5 separate regions of the Mus musculus genome follow, and regions 1, 2, 3 and 4 are each linked to region 5. The links are chromatin contacts, called in public Hi-C and promoter capture Hi-C maps. All regions are on one chromosome and are shown on one strand. Each heading gives the region's core, a stretch centred on a gene start, on an enhancer-like site or on the middle of the called end of the contact. The rest is flanking DNA. Distances are from core to core; before and after follow the strand shown.

What was found. Promoter capture Hi-C pulls out the DNA fragments that hold promoters and counts their contacts. A called contact is a pair of places that touch in the nucleus more often than the background predicts.
Region 1: a contact with region 5 is called in a promoter capture Hi-C map of liver, with 3 times the contacts expected there. The contact joins the enhancer-like site here to the promoter of Clspn in region 5. A contact is called at or near these places in 3 of 39 promoter capture datasets (embryonic stem cells, liver and pre-B cells), 4 of 484 Hi-C or Micro-C datasets (the G1E-ER4 cell line, the THB-7 cell line, cortical neurons and 1 more) and 2 of 115 datasets of contacts at active chromatin or transcription factors (embryonic basal ganglia and embryonic stem cells).
Region 2: a promoter capture Hi-C map of neural stem cells shows a contact between it and region 5. The contact joins the promoter of Zmym6 here to the promoter of Clspn in region 5. A contact is called at or near these places in 8 of 39 promoter capture datasets (the HPC-7 cell line, HPC-7-derived erythroid cells, cranial neural crest and 6 more), 1 of 15 datasets of contacts at CTCF or cohesin (pro-B cells), 3 of 484 Hi-C or Micro-C datasets (CD4 T cells and cortical neurons), 5 of 115 datasets of contacts at active chromatin or transcription factors (astrocytes, embryonic stem cells, large pre-B cells and 2 more) and 3 of 9 other capture datasets (adipose tissue, liver and pancreatic islet).
Region 3: a promoter capture Hi-C map of 3T3-L1-derived adipocytes shows a contact between it and region 5, with 6 times the contacts expected there. The contact joins the promoter of Gjb3 here to the promoter of Clspn in region 5. A contact is called at or near these places in 6 of 39 promoter capture datasets (3T3-L1-derived adipocytes, HPC-7-derived erythroid cells, hippocampal neurons and 3 more), 15 of 484 Hi-C or Micro-C datasets (the Ba/F3 cell line, CD4 T cells, CD8 T cells and 11 more), 7 of 115 datasets of contacts at active chromatin or transcription factors (T-cell acute lymphoblastic leukemia, craniofacial prominence, embryonic stem cells and 3 more) and 1 of 9 other capture datasets (adipose tissue).
Region 4: a contact with region 5 is called in a Hi-C map of pre-B cells, with 4 times the contacts expected there. The contact joins the promoter of Tmem35b here to the promoter of Clspn in region 5. A contact is called at or near these places in 6 of 39 promoter capture datasets (cranial neural crest, frontonasal cranial neural crest, hippocampal neurons and 3 more), 1 of 484 Hi-C or Micro-C datasets (pre-B cells) and 4 of 9 other capture datasets (adipose tissue, liver, macrophages and 1 more).

The regions. Positions count from the first base shown.
Region 1 is chr4:127,261,681-127,265,300 of GRCm38.p6, reverse strand. No RefSeq gene overlaps it. Among named protein-coding and RNA genes, the nearest start is that of Smim12, 20 kb to the right of the region's middle. Within about 2 kb of position 1,295, at least 20 of the 459 cell types and tissues checked have an H3K27ac peak or open chromatin away from gene starts, as enhancers often do. A contact at or near this core is called in liver, where this site is marked.
Region 2 is chr4:127,075,117-127,079,205 of GRCm38.p6, reverse strand. It overlaps Zmym6 (zinc finger, MYM-type 6), which reads right to left and starts at 1,823. Exons shown (of 14, transcript NM_001285885.1): 1 at 660-1,823. The coding sequence starts at 749.
Region 3 is chr4:127,329,198-127,333,100 of GRCm38.p6, reverse strand. Gjb3 (gap junction protein, beta 3) reads left to right here and starts at 2,265. Exons shown (of 2, transcript NM_001160012.1): 1 at 2,265-2,599. Gm40251 (a long non-coding RNA gene) reads right to left here and starts at 3,738. Exons shown (of 4, transcript XR_868156.3): 1 at 2,966-3,738; 2 at 1,110-1,213; 3 at 637-759.
Region 4 is chr4:127,124,246-127,128,028 of GRCm38.p6, reverse strand. It overlaps Tmem35b (transmembrane protein 35B), which reads right to left and starts at 1,986. Exons shown (of 3, transcript NM_001099319.2): 1 at 1,836-1,986; 2 at 30-210. The coding sequence starts at 1,940. Zmym6 (zinc finger, MYM-type 6) reads right to left here. Exons shown (of 14, transcript NM_001285885.1): 14 at 3,655-3,783.
Region 5 is chr4:126,554,895-126,558,781 of GRCm38.p6, reverse strand. It overlaps Clspn (claspin), which reads right to left and starts at 1,802. Exons shown (of 26, transcript NM_175554.4): 1 at 1,645-1,802. The coding sequence starts at 1,668.

The DNA of each region.
Region 1 (3,620 bases), core at 46-2,545, 710 kb before region 5:
TCTGTATGCTGGATGGTCTCCCGAGTATCCAATGGTTCTCTGCTCAGAGTGGGGCTGAATAGCAGGAGTGTGGGAAGGGATAGAGAACAGAGCCAGGTGATGGGACACATATTCCCTGATTGTGACTTCACAGAAAGCTTGCAAAGAAAATATCATTAATACTTAAAGGGGCTAGACTTCAAGGTGGCTCACAGCTGTAACCCAGCATGCAACAGGAGGATTGCCACCAGTTCCAGGTTGGTCTGGGTTGCATCCTGAGTTGCAGGCTAGTGCAGTCTACAATATGCAACTCTGTCTCAAAACAGCAAAATCTGAAGGCACTACCAACAAGTGAAGGGACGGAGACTCAAAAAAGTCAACAATTCACCCAGTCGGCTATTCATACCAAAGCTAAGATTTGACCACAGTGTTTGACTCCAAAGCGCACAGCCTTCTGCTTCCCAGAAGCTGAGACAGAAATCAGCTTTCTTTTGGCACTGACAGCTTCAGAGCTGAGCAGGACAGAGCCATGGGGGGGGGGGGGTGGTGCCACAGAGCTCTGTAGGCTCATCTCCTCCTGGGCTGGGGCTGTCCTGTTACAACTTCTAGAAACGAAATAAACCCAGATGCACACATAAGGCAAAAGGCACATGACCAGAGAAAAAATATCTGCTGCTTCTCTGAATGTTAGCACAGATGATAAAAGTCGATCTGGTTGTCTTGGTGTAAAGGAAGGCAGAGAGAAGCTTGGCTGACATTAAACTACCACACACACCAGTTTGCACACACTGATTGGCTCACTGGAGGACCACTGGGGTCAGAAGTGACCCGGAGAAGAAGACAAGGGTGAGGAAGTTACATGATTGACAGTGATAGAGAACGGCCAAAAAAATCCAGGTCTCCAGACACCATGCCTGTTTTACATCACATGGCCCCTGGCAGAGGGCTAGAAACCCCATCTACACCAATGAAAGGCTCCAGGGCTAAGGAAGTCCTGGGGCACCTTTACAGCCATCTGGTACTGAACTTGAAGTCAGACTCCTGGGCGGCCATCCCTCCTTCCTGAAGTTCACTCTCCCACGAACAAGAAAGGACCCCAGCCCCCTGCCCCATTGTGCGACAGATGACAATGCAAAGCTGGCGTCCCCTTTCTTACCCACCACTTTCCTTCCCACCCTGTGTGGTGCTGCCAGTTAGCACAATAGTGTATTCTGTGTCCAAGGGCCTCTGCTGGCGGCCCCCAGGCTTGAGCAGCCCCCGTAGACAATGGTAGGGCCCGAAAGGCCTGATAGCCGGTGACAAATGTATGTGAATGACCAGCTCACGGGAAGTGGCCTTCAATAGTCCGATAGCTTCCTGTATCCTGACATTGTGAAGGCCCACTTCCTGCTCTGTCTCCGAAAATACAGTCAGGCAACCCGGGGTGGGGGTGGGGGCAGGGGCAGAGGCTGGGCTCCCCATTACCCCTTCCGGGCTCCTACAGTATTCTGAGGACAACACCAGTCTCACTTGCCTTGTGATTGGAGAGTGAATTCCTCCTGGCCTCTGACAGTCAGCTCCTCTGCCTTCAGCCAACCCCCGCCCAAGTCCAGTCAGAGCAAAACGACCTATTTTTAAAGATTCTCACAACCTCAGCCTTCCTCAGTTTCACCAGCCACACCCCGTCTTTCCAGGATCTCGGGGCTTTTACTGCTGGGAAAGGCGTCTCAGGACTCCTCGAGTACCTCCGTGGCCCTCTAAACACATTTCCTGGTCGGAGCTGGTCACTCTGCTCTGAACGATAACCTTCCTGGGCTCACAAAGGAGTCACAATGCAACCTTATCTTCTCAGAGTGGAGACCCTTCAATTCCTTCAGTTTCCTCTAGGTTGTGAAAAGCAAGACAAAAAACTGAGAGAGCATGGAGTCTTCCTTTATCTCCTTGCTCCAGGCAGGCTAGGGAAAGGTTTTCCCAGGGTTGTTAATCCCCACTGCACTCAGCCTCCCAGCAGAGGCAAAAGGCAAAAGACCAAGAACCGACTAACAGAAGAGCAGTAAGAGAGATGGATGGTGTGTGAAGCTGGGTACTGTGCAGAGGGCTTTGCCTCTCAGTTGGTTGGTGAAGTATGGAGGCATGGTGGTTCATGCCTTTCATCCCAGAACACAAGAGGCCGAGGCGGCTGGAGGATTGCCAGGAGTTGGAGGCCAGTAGTAGAACCCATGCCTCACAACTCTACCTGGTGCAGGGATGTAGGTTTAGCTACAAAGGATGGGGAGGCTATAGCTCTCCTCTCTTATCAAACTCCTCTTATCAGATCTTAGGACCGCCACCCATGTTCTAGACATAAAGGAAGACCGATGGCTATTCCCAACCTTCCGGGAGCCTAGCTGTTTTCCACTCTCAGCAAAGCAGGCCCTGTCTCAGCCTTAAGCCATTGTAGCTGCGGGGCTTGGGAGGATTGGTATGGGAAAGGGGACAGGTCAAAAGGTGACAATCCATTCAGTCCTTATAGGCCACTGGACCCTGAGAACCCTTTGAGCCTGTGCAGGAATAGGGGAACAAAGAGGTCTCTAGAGACAGGAAGGAGGCAGAGTGGAGCAGGCTGGCTCTAACTTCTCACCCTCCACCTCCTGCTGTCTAAGGCGAAGAGAGACAAAGGGCACAGTAAAGTTGGAAGGGGACAGGCAGCTTCGCCGCGGGACATCTTGTGCTATTTGAGAATTAGTCGGCCTCTTAGCCTCGGTGTCCTTGTCAAGGCCAGGCAAGGCTCTCCAGATGACCAAAAGAGATATGAAATGTCCAGCCCAGACACTTGAAGAGCATAGCCTGAAGAAGCCAGGCGAACAGTTTTCCTTTTCTGCTTTTCTGGGATTCTTCTGCCTCAACCTCTCCAGAAGGACAGAAGGTAGTGGGTGACAGGGGACAGAAAGACAGAAGGTAGTGGGTGGCCCAGGAAGGAGAATACCCTATCCAAAAAAGCCCCTGAAATGACTTTGCTGTCACCTAGTAAGGCTGTGTGTAAAACAGTGAAGACCTACAGGGAAGAAAGGCAAGGAACGCAGACTCCCAGCATGCATCTGCATCATTTCCCCACGGGGCCTCAGCTCTTCCCGGAAAACACATGAGCCAAACATCTTTACTAGAATGTGAGCCTGAACCAACCCAGACAGATAAAATTTCTGGAAAAAATAATATAAGCGATATTTGGTTCCCCTGAGCCGTTTTCACAGCTCATGCCCTACCTAGCAGAGTATACAGAGGGTTGCAGGGCCCGGCTACAACTAAGGTCAAAACCATCTCATCTCTGACTGGGAAAGCTGGTGGTCCCAGGCTGAAAGCGAGCGGAAAGGCGTCTACGTTCTGATAAAACTAGGGGAAGGATGAGACGGTGCCTGAGGCCTGTCGACTGACTGTTCCTTCACCCCAGAGAACACAGGGATAATGAACTCCCAGAGCCTTCCGGCCCACCCTAAGGTCTCTTTTGGGTGGAAGAAACCACCGGAGTCAGCAGACCTGCTCCCAGAGGGCCAGCACCTTCACGAGTAAAGCTGTGTCCTGTACAGAGCATTCCTCGGACACTGTCATTCGTCCTTAAGCCATGGCCTCAGTGAATTCCTCCAAAGCTGCTCTGTTGAAGTTGCAGACTCCGGTGCCTTCGATGG
Region 2 (4,089 bases), core at 574-3,073, 520 kb before region 5:
TATTTGTTTCTTTAACAAAAACAAATATCACACTTACCATGACCTTTTCTCATCTAAAGCACTAAAAACCTGATTAACGCACTGTCTAAGCCCTTTTCATCTTGCTTTAAGAGAAAACCACGCAGCAGGGTCATTTAGAAGGAAAGGAAATTTTCTCATAGCTCTGGAGGTTGTGAATTCCAAGACAAGGGGGCTGCATTTAGTCAAGTCTTCTAGTCACATTACAATGTAGCAAAGGGTAGGAGAGTGCCCAAGAAAGAACAAGACAGCAAGCAAAATGCCCAACTGGCTTTTAAAACCAAGCCACTCCTGGTAATGACAGAGCCTGTACTTGGATCTTTACCTCTCAGGGTCACCCTCCAGCAATCACGCTGAAGCAGGAGTAAGTTTCCAATGAATAAAGTTTGGAGGCTCCATTCATTTTGGACTAGCACTGACAATTGCGCACTCACAGCACTGGGAATATACTCTACTACTTAATCGTATATCCCCCAGCCTCCATAGGACTCACCTAACGCATGAAAAAAATTAATCAGTTGGGTTGTATCAACGTATAAACCAGCAACCATTGAGTACCATTCATTTCCAATTCTCCGGAATAATACCAATTCTAACGCTAATAATTTTTAGTATTTTGAAAGTCAAAAGAAAATGCTTACATGAGCATCATCAGGTTCTTCTTTAATTCTGTCCAGAAGCCCTTGTTGTGCCATTGCTTTGTCACATCCACCATCCAAAGGTTCTTTCATTCTAAGTGCTTATGCCGAGTTCTTATCCCATCTAAAACTAAGATGACGCCTAAAACATAATATAAAGGATTGGTACTTGGGTTTTGTTTTCCTTCATACTAACATGTTAATAGCTTCAGGATCGAGCATTTGAGCAACACCCTTCTGGGACTAGGACTAACTGTTCTTTTTGCTCCTGGATTAGCTACCTTCCAATGAGAAAAGTCTTAGACAAGCACTATGGTCTTCACTATATTGGAGGTTGTTGCGATACAGACTGGCTGAACACGCCACAGGAGGACCCTAGCAAGTGGACAGCTGGACTCAGTACTTAATTTCTGATTGTGTGGACACTGACATGTGACTCATGTCTGCTCCAAGTGAGGCCTCACCTTTGCCTCTACCTCAGCCTGCACTAACAATAAGAACCGATTTCTCATCCTAAAGCCACTTCAGAGCCTCAGACGTCATCACAACTAGAACGCTAGGTTCCCATTTAGAGGTGGGCCAACTGGTCATTCTGGAGGCAACTCCCCCTAACGTCTTCCTATAAACCAGTGATTCTCAACATTCATAAACTCGGTTAATGTGGCGACCCCCAACTATAAAATTATTTCGTGGCTCCGTCATAACTGTAATTTTGCTAATTGCGAATTGTAATGTAAATATTTGATATGCGACCCTGTGAGGGTTGAGAATGGCTGCTAGAAACCCCTGTCTGGGCTCTCTTCAGATTCCCAAACGGTAGTACAAATGTAAGCCAAGCTATAAAGGAAACCCTCGCAAAAGGCCTGTCATCAATTCCAGCCAGCCATAGAAACAACAGGTTTTTTAAAACCCTGTTGCGAAGCCGGGTCGAGAACTTTCCACCACTTGCCACAGTTGTAACACTCTACAGGCGCGTATCCCTCCTCTGAATGTCGCAAGCTCTCCGGCGTTCCCGTTCGCAACCAGAATTCCCCAGCCTGTCCCCCAAAGGCCAGAGGAGGAACTCAGTCTCCAACGGAGCGCGCGAGCCGCCAACTGCAGCGAGCCTGAGGATGCTACGGCACCACCGCGGCGCAGCCCGCCGCCGGTCACGTGATGAGCTGCCACTCCGCCCCCGCCAGAAGGGGACGGTCCTGTCACGTGAGGTTACCCAGAACTTCCTGCGGCGCCTAGTCACGTGGAGGGCCACGCCCCGTTTGGGCACGTGGTACGTTGCCCCCTCACAAGCCCACAGGCCTGAGCGGCTTTCTCTAGCCCGGTAGGACACCCGCCTCCAATGAGACGCCAGTCGGAGAATGCACAAAAGCATTCAAGGTCTCAGGTGGGGACCATGACAAATTACTTTACTGGAATCGCCTGAGGAATGGCAACGCAACGCCTTGACAACTGCGCGTGCGCACTCCTATTTATGCGCTAGACCTGAGGTAATTGGACGTTCCCGGCCTTCATTCCCGCCCTCTATTCCCATCATGCCCTAGACCTAGCCGTCCCAGCATTCTCACTTCCGATATGATTGACTTCTTAAAGAGACAGGGCTGTGGAAAAAAAAAACTGGAGGGCTGTAGAGTTGGCCCAGTGGTTAAGAGCACTGACTGCTCTTCCAGAGGTCCTGAGTTCAATTCCCAGCAACCACATGGTGGCTCACAACCATCTGTAATGGAATCCAATACCCTCATCTGGTGTGTCTAAAGACAGCTACAGTGTACTCATATACATAAAATAAATAAAATCTTTAAAAAAAGAAAAGAAAAAGCTGGAAGGAGAAATGGAGGAATGTCAAAGCTCAGAAGTGTTAGATGGAGCTGTATATGCCCTTCTCCATTTTTTAATGTGCATCACAGTTGAGGAACATAGGAGAAAGATGACTAGCGCTCAACCATCTTTCTCTTTTTTGGCCTATAGTCAGGACAAAGTCTCATAGCTCAATAAACCAAGAAAATCCCTCACAGACAAACTCAGATACCTGTCCCCAAGTTGATTCTAAATCCCATCAATTTAATAAGATTAATCATCACATGTGAACCTGAACCCCACTGGAGCTGGACTCCAGCACTTAAGGGGCAAAGATCTAAAATGAGAGAAGGCTGAGCACGAAAGATACTAAAGGGCATGGGAACAGGAGGATTCTGATTTGAGGAGAAGGGTCAACCAAAACAAAATTGTGTGAAAACACCAGAGGAAATCTACCCATACATGGTATTATAAATTATAATCAAATATTAGAGACAGTACACATAGTTTCTATTTAAAATGTATGTTTTTGTTTTCTATTATTTGATAATTTTATGCATGCATATGTGCTTTGATCAAATCCCTTCCCCTGTCCCCTGCCATTCACTCTGCCTTTTCAAACCCACTTGGTCCACTTAGTGATGTCTGCATGTGCATGGGCTTATCTTCTGCAGCATGGGTGTCATCTCATGTCCCATATCCCTGAAGAAAATGGACTAAATATCAAAGCGTTATTGCCGGGCATGGTGGTGCAAGCCTTTAATCCCAGCACTTGGGAGGCAGAGGCAGGCAAATTTCTGAGTTCGAGGCCAGCCTGGTCTACAGAATGAGTTCCAGGTCAGCCAGGGCTACACAGAGAAACCCTGCCTTGAAAAACCAAGTATATATATATATATGTGTGTGTGTGTGTGTGTGTGTGTGTGTGTGTATAATGTTACTAAATTCATGTTTTAAAAATATCTTCTCTGTATGATTGATGAGGTTTGGTTTTTTTTTTTTTTTTTTTTTTTTTTTTTTTTTGGTTTTTCGAGACAGGGTTTCTCTGTATAGCCCTGGCTGTCCTGGAACTCACTTTGTAGACCAGGCTGGCCTCGAACTCAGAAATCCACCTGCCTCTGCCTCTGCCTCCCGAGTGCTGGGATTAAAGGCATGCGCCACCACACCCGGGTTTTGGTTTGGTTTTTTGAGACATGGTTATACTGTGTAGCCCTGCTGTCCTAGAACTCACTCTGTAGTCAGTTGGCATTCACCTGCCTTTACCTCTCAAGTGCTGGGAATAAAGACATGTATCATCACGGCCTGACTGATTGAGTTTTTCTAAAATAAAACATTTGCTTTAAAACCGGTTCAAATTTTTAAACCTCTGAACTGAGGTGGTGAGTGCCTGCAATCTCAGCACTCAGAAGACAGCAGGGCTATCCTTAGCTAAATAACAAGTCTGAAGGCAGCTTGAACTACATGAAATGCTATGATGAAAAAAATCCATGAGTCTTCAGTTTTCTACCTACAGAAAGAAGCTGGCAAAGACTAGTAGAGGAGCTAGAGAGATGGCTCAGCAATTAAGAGCATTTATTCTTGCAGAAGACCTGGGATCTGTTACCAGGACCAACATGGCAGCTTTCAAGCACCTGTAACTCCCGTT
Region 3 (3,903 bases), core at 1,016-3,515, 770 kb before region 5:
TTAGTCCACCAGCTCCTGTGGACACCATTTTCAATGAGTTCAGGCTGAGGACATGCTCAGTATGGAAGGAACTTGTAGAGCGAGCATGAGGATCCAAGTTCAGATCCTCCAGACCCACACAAAACCAAACACACATCTGTAATCCCAGCACCGCTGCTGGGGGCAGGGAGGTGGGCAGGAGACTCCCTGAAAGCTCACAGACCAGCCAGCCTGGTACACAAAGCAGTAAACAAGAGGCCTGCCACTCAAGGTTGTCCTCTGACCTTGATTCAAGCAAGCATGCATTTTCCCAAATGTATACACACACACACACACACACAGAGGGGGAGAGAGAGAGAGAGAGAGAGAGAGAGAGAGACAAACAGAAAGAGACAGAGAAATAAGATAGGTCAAATAGTATTTATTTAAGGAAATGTGTTGCAATAGGAGGAAGGAGAAAGGATAAGTGGGAAGGGAAAGAAAAGAAGAGGGAGGGGACAATGGGAGAGAGCAAGCACGAGGGGGTGGGAAGGACTGGTAAGTGCTCTGTCAACTGAGCCACATATGCCTAGCCCTCAAAGGAAGAACTGGAAGCGGCCTTAGCTCCTGTCAATGTGAGATGGACTTAGGACATATTATAGTATAAACACAATTCACCTCTTTAAAAACGGCAAAAGAGAGCACTCCGTCTCCCGGCAGGAACAAAGCCCACAGCAGCACACACGGCACCCTCCATGGGTTATAGGAAGTCTCCTCATACTTGAACATGTACAGGTTATTCTGGAAGGAGAACCAGAACCTATTAGCCTGGTGGACATGTGGGCAGTCGTGGTTGCACAATCTAGTGTTTGTTAGTGCCAGCCGTGAACACAGGAGCATGTCAGTGAATGGGTGGTAGGGCCCTAGGATTGGGTGAGCTCACCTGGGACAGGAGATGCTGGGCCTGGCCCAGAGCACCCACAGTACAGGCCTGATGGAAGGTATCCCAGGGACCAGGAAATGAGATGGGTGTCAAGGAAGCTGGGGGTGGAAGGTGCTTCAAGAAGAAAGGCGGGACTCTGTGACAGCTGTTTCAGGAGGTCACGGATTTATTACTGTGTGGGATTTAGCATCGTGGAGATCAGAGTTACCTTGACAAGGCTTTTCTTGTAGCACAGCAGGGACAGAAATCTTCTGGTGGGTTGAAGCATGAGTGGGAGGTGAGGAAATGGGACCAGGCATTTTGCTCTGAAGTCTAGGGAAATAATTGAGAATGAGCAGCAGGTGGCAGGGTCAGGGTCCCCCAATCCCATCACCCAGGCACATTAGCAGAGTCATCCAGAAAAAAAAAAAAAAAAAAAAAAAACAACAACAACAAAACTGGCACTGCCCAGCCATAGTGCTGATAATTGCTCTGCCCATAGCAAGCACAAGGTAGCCTCTGCCACAGGGCTTTGCCGTAGCCAATGCCAACGTCACTGAGGTCCCTGGAGTTGGCTCTGTTACTTCTATGTGTCCCTGGGTTTATCTCGGGGCCTCTCCTTTTCTCTTTTCAATGTAGATCAGAGATCTTTCCTTTGCGTGCTGTATGAATGATATGCAGCTCCTAAGAGAAGCAACCTTGTCTCAGGCGCTCCGCTCAGGCGAACGGGAATCCTTCTGGGTAGTAGGAGACAGTAACAGAGCCTCCTAATGTAGGCTGCCTTTTGTAGATCAGAAGCCCGCATCAATGGATATCGTCCCAGCAAGTGGAATGAATGGTTACCAGGGTCGGGCATCAGTCATCTCTGTCTAGACAGTGAAGCCTCGGGCAAGGTTGTGAGTAAGATCTGGGGATCCCAGGGAAACCCTGGATTTCCGTTCCTGGGGCGATAGGGCTTTTAGGATCTCAGTCCTGGCCCACGAATAAGACTGAACATCTTAGTCTCCAGAGCCCCTCAAGCGCAGGTCTCCCACCCTTCACAAGCTGGGCCTCCCACCCTGCTTCACACTCCTTTGGGCAGACTGGGTCATCTAAAATCTCTCCAAACACCATCCTTGCCCCTGAGATTTCTTTTCCTGGTTGTGTCCCTTCCGGTGGCCAGCACAGTGTGAGCCCCGAAAGACTGTCTCAAAGATACACTGCCTCCCTGGAAAATGCCATCAGGGATGCAAACAGGGCGGGAGGGGGGCCCCCAAGAGCGTACGAAAACTTTGAAACTTTGCAGCAGGCTGGGATCCAAATGGGCAGGGCGCAGACGGGGTATCCGTGGTAACCAGCGTAGGCGTGTCATTTATTGCCATCCCTACTGCCACGGCACTTAACAGTTTGCAAGGTGTTTCACACCCTAATGTCATTGCAGTCCTTGCAACAGCCCTGCCAGTGGCCACCAATGCCCCCATTCCACAGGCGAGCACGCGGAGCCTCCGCAAAGGAGCCTGCTGTTCCCTAGTCAGCGCAGCTGCTCCTGGATTAGAACTTGCATCCCTGAGGCGACTCCGGGCTCCTCCCCGGCCGCCCCTCCTCCACGCTGCCTCTGGCTGTGCTGGCCAGGAGCCTCACCGAGGCCACAGAGCTCGGCTTGGCTCCCGCCTCGTTCCTCCTCTGCTGTGGGTCTTGGGCACGTGGAGCCAGGCTCCCACGGTGGCGGCGCCGCTGACTGTAAGTACCGGGAAGGGGCGACAATCCAAGGCAGCTGAGAACCCCTCTCTATGGGGATCCCCTGGGGGGCTGGACTGGGGCCTGCCCACGCGCCCAGCATGGAGATTTAATGCTGCAGAAGCGCAGGGAAGGAGCACCCTAACCCAAAGCTCTGCTCCCCGCCCCCACTCCCACTTCCACCCCACACACTCATACATACACCAGCATTCTGGAGCAGGTGGCGGTTCCGGACACTGGAAGGTTCACAGAAGGGGACATACACACCCGCACGCGCGCGCGCGCGCGCGCGAGTCACAGGTTCACAAAGCTCCCAAACTGTCTAGAAAGGAAGGAAACGGGGCCCGGGGCCCAAGAGGGGAGCTATACCTTTGGGGCCAGCCACAGTGCTGCGGGGTAGAAAGAGATGGAGCGGTTGGGTCCCGCAGCTGGATAAAAACTGGATTAAAAAAATAGTAATAATCGTTCTAGTAGCTGGAAACGGGAGTTGGGGGGCAACAGGGGATCCAGAACCGGCTCTGCCAGTCCTCAGCACGGGCTAGGCGAGAAATTCTTTTCAGGTGAGTCTGTCTCGGGGTGTGTCTTAGAAGGGACTAGGTAGCCTGCACCAAAATGGGGAGCCCCAGACGTGGCATCCTTAGGGGGTACCGGGTGGAAGGAACTCCTCCTCCCCTTCACTCTCCTTGAGCACTCCCAGGAAGAGCCGGCTGGGGAGGGAACAGTCGAAGATTCTTGCAGTAATCCAAGATAAGAGATAAGGAACAGGGTTAGCGACATTACAGAATTCTCTTGGATTTCTCCCAGCTAGTAAACGCAGTCCTGGCATTTCCTGGGGGGTCAGAATCCAGGTGCTAATCTTTGGCCCTCCCTGGAAGGTTTAAAAGTAAGTGCCAGGACCAAACCCATAAGGGTCTTCACGCTCTAGGGCTTCCCAGATACCCCCATCTAGTCGAGAACTGAGATTCTCAAAAGACAGACCCTGTGGAGGGCAGCAATACTGCCATCTAATTCCTGGCTCGGTTGGTCCTCTGCCGTTCTGCCCAGCCCTCCCACAGCCTCTCTGAGAACTCCACTCTCAAGCTCTGAATTGAGTGTGCAAATCCAGTGCCTACTGAATGAACACTGAGTGATACCAAACTTGAAGCAGCCAGCCAGTCAAGTAGGCATGTTAATTGGACAGGCAGATGATAAATGGGAACAAAAACAAACAAACAAAAGACCAAGGTTTAAATTGCAAATTGAGTTTGAGGGCTACTAAAACCAAGGGAAACAGGAACAGACTGACCAGGGCGGGTTCAGACTCGAAG
Region 4 (3,783 bases), core at 737-3,236, 570 kb before region 5:
TCCCCAGGAGAGCCCAGTTGCCCCCTTACCCATCATGAGTAGGATCAAGAGCACGTTACTGATCTCCTGTAGCACAGGTGGACCCACGACCAGCAGCAACCCAGCCAGCAGTTCCAGCCATCCCACAGCTGTCTGGTAGCTTATAGGGTCTGGCTGGTAGCCGAACACCTTCAATGGAAACACCTCAGCAAACTGCTCGAACAAGGCTCTCTACGAGTGGTAGGGAACGCCTGTCAGTACTACTTATCAGAAAATGCAGTGCCTGAAGGCACCACCGAGACCTCCTCTGCCTATAACCGGCTCCCTTAACAAAACTGCTACAAGTAGTTTAAGAGCCCGGTAAGGAGGGGCTGACCTTGACCTATAGGGCTGGCTTTTGGAATTAGGAACAGACGTGCCCGTGTGAAAAAGGGCTTCAGGTGTAGTCGGTTTTATGTCCTAACCAGACCTCTCCATAGATGATAACCCAGCTCAAATCCCAGAAGAAGGGAGCAGGGCTTGGCTTTCCCATCTAGGGCCAGGGCCTAGGAAGGGCTACAGATTCTCTTTGTGCCAGGTCTAGTTTCTCTTCTCTCTGAATATCTGCAGGTGGGATGGATAGACTCCTTAGAGAATGACTGACACTTTCCATCTTCTATGCAGGTCCTGATTCTACTGTGGCAGACACAAGGAACAGCTGAGGGGGTGTAACACACCCTACTCAGACCCTTCCCTGGGCCTGCTCCACCCTCAGGACTGTTTCCTGTGGTCCAACAGCAGCCCTGCCTGTCCTACTCTGGCTTCCAAGGAGGGAGCTCCATACTGTCACCTACAGAGCTGCTCCAGAACCCCACAGCTGAATTGAAAGGGGGAAAAAAAGCACGGATTTTAAATTTACACTTTTATGCTGGGCTACAGTGACAGCTATCCTGGAGTGTATGTGGTCCAAGGGCCGCACATGAGACACACCTGCAGAGAGTTTAAGCTGTTTGGCTTTTACCATATCTATCCTAAAGAACCCACCATCTTAGGGAAGAAGAAAGAAGAAAAGAGGAGGAGGAGGGGAGGAGAGGAGGGGAAGAAGAAAGAGGAAAGGAAGAAGAAAAAAGGAGGAAGGGAGGAGAGGAGGAGGAGGAAAAGGAGAAGAAAATCGTAGTAGTACCCAGGCTTGGGAGGTGGCAACAGGGGTCTTCCACAGAGCCTGGCTTCTCTGAGGGTCTGGAAACTGCTGGTAGACCCTCTCGGGATAAGGAACTACAGTCAGTGACTTCTATGCTTCTGTCCCAGGCTGCGTGGGACACTGAGGAGTCTAGTTAGATTGGTCTACTTTGAGCCTTGCTTGAATAGCTGTGTAATGTTTTGGTAAATTACATTTTACCATCATGACTAGTTTCAAGCTTAAAAAAGATTTCTAAGGTAGGTAAGCCGTTAATCCCAGTAGTCTGGAGGTTGGGGTAGGTGGATCTCTGCAAGTTCGAGGCCAGCCACTACACTGAGTGAGCTCCGGGCCAGCCAGCCAGAGGGACACATTCAGAAGACCAGCTCAAACAAACAAACAAAAACCAAATAAAGTAAAATTCTGCCTCCCCAACCTGGAACAATGGGTTGGTGGATGTGGGGTGGAGAGGGGTGCTAGGTCACTTTTTCACTTTGTCTTCCTGGACCTCCTGAGTCCCATCACTTCTCCAACTCTAAATCGGCCTGGGGACAACATGCTCAGCCAGCAGTTAAGTCCCGTGCCCTCCCACCTGGAGAAGGTGTAGAAAATAGGAGGAAAGGCCCAGGCGGCCTCGAGCCCGAAGGCATGAAGCCCCCGGGAACCGAGCACACACTGTCCTTCCCCGGGTGCCGCTCACCATCTGTTGTGACACGGGGGCCGAGACCTGAAAGAGCTTGGCAGCCCCGGTGAGCGCGAAGAAGACGCCAAGCAGAACCCGCAACACGCCTACCCTGAACGACATAGCAGCGCCCGCCTTCCTGGACGACTCTTCCTCCCTACCGGAAGACTACAGTCGGTCCGGCCCGCCCACCCGGTTACGCCCAACTTTCAGCCCCGCCCACTGATGGCCACCTCCGCTAAGACCCGCCCACTGAGGCCTTTCCTTACAGGCTGTACTCATTGTGGAGGGTGCGGAGTATCGGGTGTGTGTCCACGCGATCTGGCCTTCAAACCCACCCGTGCTAGAGGAATCTGACACCACCCAACTCCCTGAGTGTCTCTGGGTCTGCAGCTGTATGGAAGTTGCACAATGGCCTTCAGAAAGTTACTAGAAAATCAGTGAACCCTACAATTAATGAGCAATAAAGCAGTAACTGTAAGTTTTTCTGGTCCACCTATGCCTAAAATACCTGCCCCTCCCATTGCTCAACCAAAAGAAAAATGAGAAAGATATTTAAAGAATCCCTTACTTGGTTGCACTGGCAAACAGAGGACCAATTTTTTCCGGTTGTCGAGTTTTTTAACACACACCCATAAGGAAAATAATAACATTCTAGAAATGATTAAGCAATGTTCAAGGAATTTTCACAACAATTGAAAATTATATAAAACTAACACCTCGGGGTACAAGGGTGAAAGTGTTGACCTGCATCCATTTGTATACCATCTATGGCTGAGCCACTGAATACTATCTGACCTTTCATGAAAGCTGGCTACTGCCACGCATGATGTGCCTGTAATTCCCCAACTAGTGAGGATAAGGCCTGAGGACTGCCCAGAGTTGAATGAACTTCACAGCAAGAACTAGGCTAGTGAGGACTATATCGCAAAGGCCAGTCTCAAAATAAAATAAAATAAAATAATTCCCAAGCCCTGGTCTATGGGTCCAAAAGAAGCCCTATGGTCTCAAACCCTCCCACTGTTCATGCTTACTGGCCACGTACTTGGATCTGCTTCCATCTACATAACTCTCGGAGGGCTGGCGATATGGCTGGTGACTAAAACTGCTCATGTTTTTAAAGTGCACATGCCTACTTGGTCATGCAGGAAGGTACTGGTTGCTGGCCTAACTTAACTCTGTTTTGTCACTTTTTTTCCCCTGAGTCACTTTCTCCTGTGATAGATAACCTTGGAAAGACAAAACTCACCCAAAAGCATAATGACAGTGAAGAAGCAAAGCCAGCTCCAAGCAGCAGCGAGTCTGGCAGAGCAGACCAGGCCTTAAATGGGGCAAATGCCACAGTGATGAGGCTAAAACCAAACTGCTCCCTAAAGTGGGAACCATTTGCAAAACTAGAACTGAAAGAACCATCAATCAGACGACTGTCCTTACCAAGAAGTCCGACTGTCAGGCGCCCAACCCTCCACTGTTCCCTTTTCCTGTGATATTTCAGAGTCCCAGTTAGTCCTTCAAACTAAGGTGGCATTGTGTCCCAGCAGTCAGGAAGCAGAGGTAGTCAGATCTCTGAGTTCTAAGCTAGCCTGGTTGACATGAGTTCCAGGATAGCTAGGGCTATACAGAGAGGCCCTGTCTCAAACAAAACAAAACAAAAACTGCTGAGGTGGGTGGGGTCAATGAATCACAATTTGTTCTTCCCAGCCCAGTCTTGCTCTGCCCTTCACTGCTCACCTCTAACTGGTGTACTGGGACAAGTGGGTTGGCCTGGTCTCTTGGGGAACTCCGTAAACAAGACATTTCCTCTTGAAACTTCAAGAACAATCACCAACATAAAGGCTACATTTTCTCCCTTGTGTTATTAAAATTACATATAATTATGCTCAGTTCCACAATTCTTAAATCCCTGTACAACAAAGGAAAAATATTAAAACATTTAATCACTGAAAATACAGATACATTAGCAAAT
Region 5 (3,887 bases), core at 553-3,052:
GGATTCTCTGCAAGAACAGCAAGGGCTCTTAACCACTGAGCCATCTCTCCAGTCCCTTTTAAATTTTTTTTTAAAAAGATTTACTTTGTTTATGTGTAGGAGTATTTTCCCTGTATGTATGTAAGGGCACTGAGTGCAAACCTGATACTCATGAAAGTCAGAAGAGGACACTGGATTCTCTGGAACTGGAATTACAGATGGTTGTGGGTGACAGGAACCAAATCCAGGTCCTCTGGAGGAGCAGCAAGTGCTCTTACCAGATGAGCCACCACTCTAGCCCCCCTTTTCATTATTTTGCATGTGTGTGTAGGCACATTTAGAGAGGGAGTGGTGTGCTATAGAGCACCGAAGGAAGACAGAGGACAACTTGCAAAAATCTAATCTCTTCTACTAGGTGAGTCCTGGGGATAGAAGTCACGCTGTCAGGCTTCAAAACAAATGTCTTTATTTATGAGCCATCCTTCAGATCCCACTGTGATAGTCACACACACACACACACACACTCACTCATGTCATAATTGTGCTCACATACCATTCTTCTAACTTTGCCTCCCTGTCTTTGTCTCCTACTTTTATGTTTGTTTTCTTTCTTTCTTTCTTTCTTTCTTTCTCTCTTTCTAGTAAGAGTCAGCAAAAGTGTGGCTTATGAAGTCAGCCACCTTTTGAAAATAATGTTATTTAAATTAAGGCTTTTTAAAAAAATCCTAGTGAGGCAAAAAGACAGGTTGGTGCACAACGAGATCTTGATTAAAGTCTGTTATTTTGTTCAATATCTAATCGTGAAAACTTCATGTCAAAATAAGGCTTTCATAGCCAGGCGTGGGGGCGCACGCCTTTAATCCCAGCACTCGGCAGAGGCAGGAGGATTTCTGAGTTCGAGACCAGCCTGGTCTACAGAGTGAGTTCCAGGGCGGCCAGGGCTACACAGAGAAACCCTGTCTCAAAAAAAAAAAAAAAAAAAAAACAACAACAACAACAACAACAACAAAAAGGCTTTCCTTTGGTGATTAGGTTTTTCTGGTACCCCCATTAAATCTGTTCTTAAGGCAACTATTTGGCCCTAGTCCTGGCTCCAGAAAAGAACACAGATCACGGAAAAGGTTTTCTATGGCCAAATTCCACTAGTGAGTCACCAGCTACTGGAAGGACGCTGTGAGCCAGGCCACTGTAGGCAAAGACTGTGGGCCCACGCGCGACACCCTTACAAGTTCCTTCCAGAACCAGAGTTCCAACTGCTTATACCCCTCACCCTGTGCTTACAGAGACTCCCACCCCACAACTTCCAGGCCAGGCTGGCCAAGGCCTTTTTTTTTTTTTTTTTTTTTTTTTTTTTTGTGGGGATGCTGTAAAGGGAGCTTGCGCGGCAGGAAACGCGCCAAAGAGCAAGGCGGGCTGCAGTGACAAGCTGAGGACCCGGCTGGGCGGACAACAGCGCGCGCCGCCGAACCAGAAGCTGTGGGGACTGAGCGCGGGAAGCCAGATGGAGACCCTCCAGAGGCCCCCAGACTCAGTCCAGTGGTCTCGGAGCGGTGCACGCCGGGAATTGTAGTCCTCCCGGCTCGGCGCTCTGGCCCTGCTGGGTTGACTGTCCCACTCGGCCCTCAGCGAAAGGCCTCCACAGCCCGGACCAGAGCCTAAACTCACCTCAGAACCCACCTCGCCGGTCATGATTCCGGCCTCCCTTCCGCACAGCTCCAGGAGAACGTGTCTGCAGTAACCTCAACTTGACGGCGACAGCTCCCGCCGTCTCCAGCTCGGCAGCGAAGTTCGAGCTTTCGCGCCCAGACGCGGTACAACGCTCAACCTTGAGGGTTTGCACCAATCCGAGGGAGGGTTTCCCTCCGAGGCCCCACCCCTATCGCCCTGCCAATCAGGAGGCGCCTCCTGCCTGCCCGGCAAATGTAATTTGCGTTGGTTTGGCGGGTTGCGGCTGCTCTTGTCAAACAGATCTAGGAGTGGCTTTGGGGTGTCTGGGGGTTCTCGGGGAGCGAAGAGATCCCGCGCTATGGCTTAGAAAGAAGGTATCTTGCGAATGATGTTCTTGGACTTTTGACCTATGTCTTCGTTCGATGGGTCGTACCGTATGCAATTAGAGGAGAGAAATTTCAATGCAGGAAGTGAACTGGGAAGAAGTTCCCAGGATTCTGGGAGTGTCCCACACCTGAATTTTTTGCTGAGGGAACCTTAGACCCCAGTGGAGGCTTTCTCCATCAGTTCATCCCTGGAGCAATCCTAACCTGCAGAGTTAATGTTTTTACCTCTTCGGGTCGATTCTCTGTCCTTTCTTCCCCATGTTCTATAGGCAGGCAAGAATGTCCTTTCTGGACTGTATTGTCCCAGCTGACTTGTCTTTTGTCTTCTGAATGGTCAAGCCAGTGTTAAAACTCCTTACAAAGTTATTATAAAGAGACCAGCTGGCACAGGGAAAGAAAGATCTGAGTATTTATTATCCTCCATCCCACCCAAACCCCCCTCCTCTCTAACTCCCCCCACCCCCCTTCACCTATTCTGGTATGGTGACCAACTCTGTCCAGTTTGCTTAGGACTTTCCCAGGTTTAGCACGGAAAACCTCACATCCCTAGAATCTCCTCAGAGGATACGAGGGATGACAGTCACCTCTGACACTGGTCTCCCCTTTATCTGAATACACATTCAGATAAAAAACAACTCCATTTCTCCACATCTCCGCCCACTTCTACACCCCTAAGGGTCTTGAGCTGGGGATGCAGCTCAGTAGTAGAGCTCTTGCTTAGTTAGTTTGCATGAGGCCCTCCCTGGTATAATCTCCAGGCTTCCAAAAAATACAAAAAAGAGTCCCATCCTCATATTTTACCCCCTTTTTAAAAAAAAAAAGGCTATTTTACTATGACCGTATACATCAATGATTCACAAATATGCATCTATCTGTAGCACTTCCTCCAGCATTTGGAGGACTGACTTTTATTGGCCATACAGTTTGTGACAAACAATGGGCAGAATTTTATAATCATCATTCTCTTAATCTTTGGAGGAAGCGTGTAAGGGAAGTAATGTGATCGTCTCGCGTCCACTGTCACCTGCTCTTTATGATTTCCAGGCTCACCGAGAGCATCCTCCAAAATCTCCCTTCTCCTGTTCTGTTGCCCCAAATTACACTTCTGTCTAAAGAATTATTTCTGAGGGCTGGAACGACAGTTCAGAGGTTAAGATCACTGGTTGCTTTTCCAGAGGACCCTGGTTCAACTCCTATCACCAACATGGCAGCTCAAAACTATTCATAACTCCAGTTCCAGGAGCCCTGATACCCTTTTCTGGTCTCCATGGGCAACAGGCATGGATGTGGAGCACAGACATACATTCAAGCAAAATACCCATAAACACCAAAATGAATAAAAATGACTTTCATCTGTTAGCCTGTACTTCTAAAATTAGGCACTTTGGATCTTGACATAGCACACAGAATCAGTATACACAAATCAGTTCTAGGCCAGCAAGATGGATCAGCAGGTGAAGGTGCTTACAGCAGAGGCCTCAACCACCCTAGAGCCTAGGCGAGTTCTGTCCCTAGAACCCACAGTGGACGGGAAGGAGAGACTCCTCAAAGTTATCCTCTGATCTCCACACATATGTCGTATGCAGCACTAGCATATGTCTCTCTCTCTCTCTCTCTCTCTCTCTCTCACATACACACACACACACACACACACATAAATAAATAAATAAATAAATAAATAAATATGCCGAGATTACAAGTACATGAGAAAAATGGAACTTAACACATTCGTGCCATTCTCAAGTGTTCTGTTATTATTTGTTCCACGGAAATGAACAAAATCGAGCTAAAGAGTAAGAAAAGCTTGAAGAGATGCCTACAATGCTATTTTTGACTCTTGGTTTTGTGCTGAGA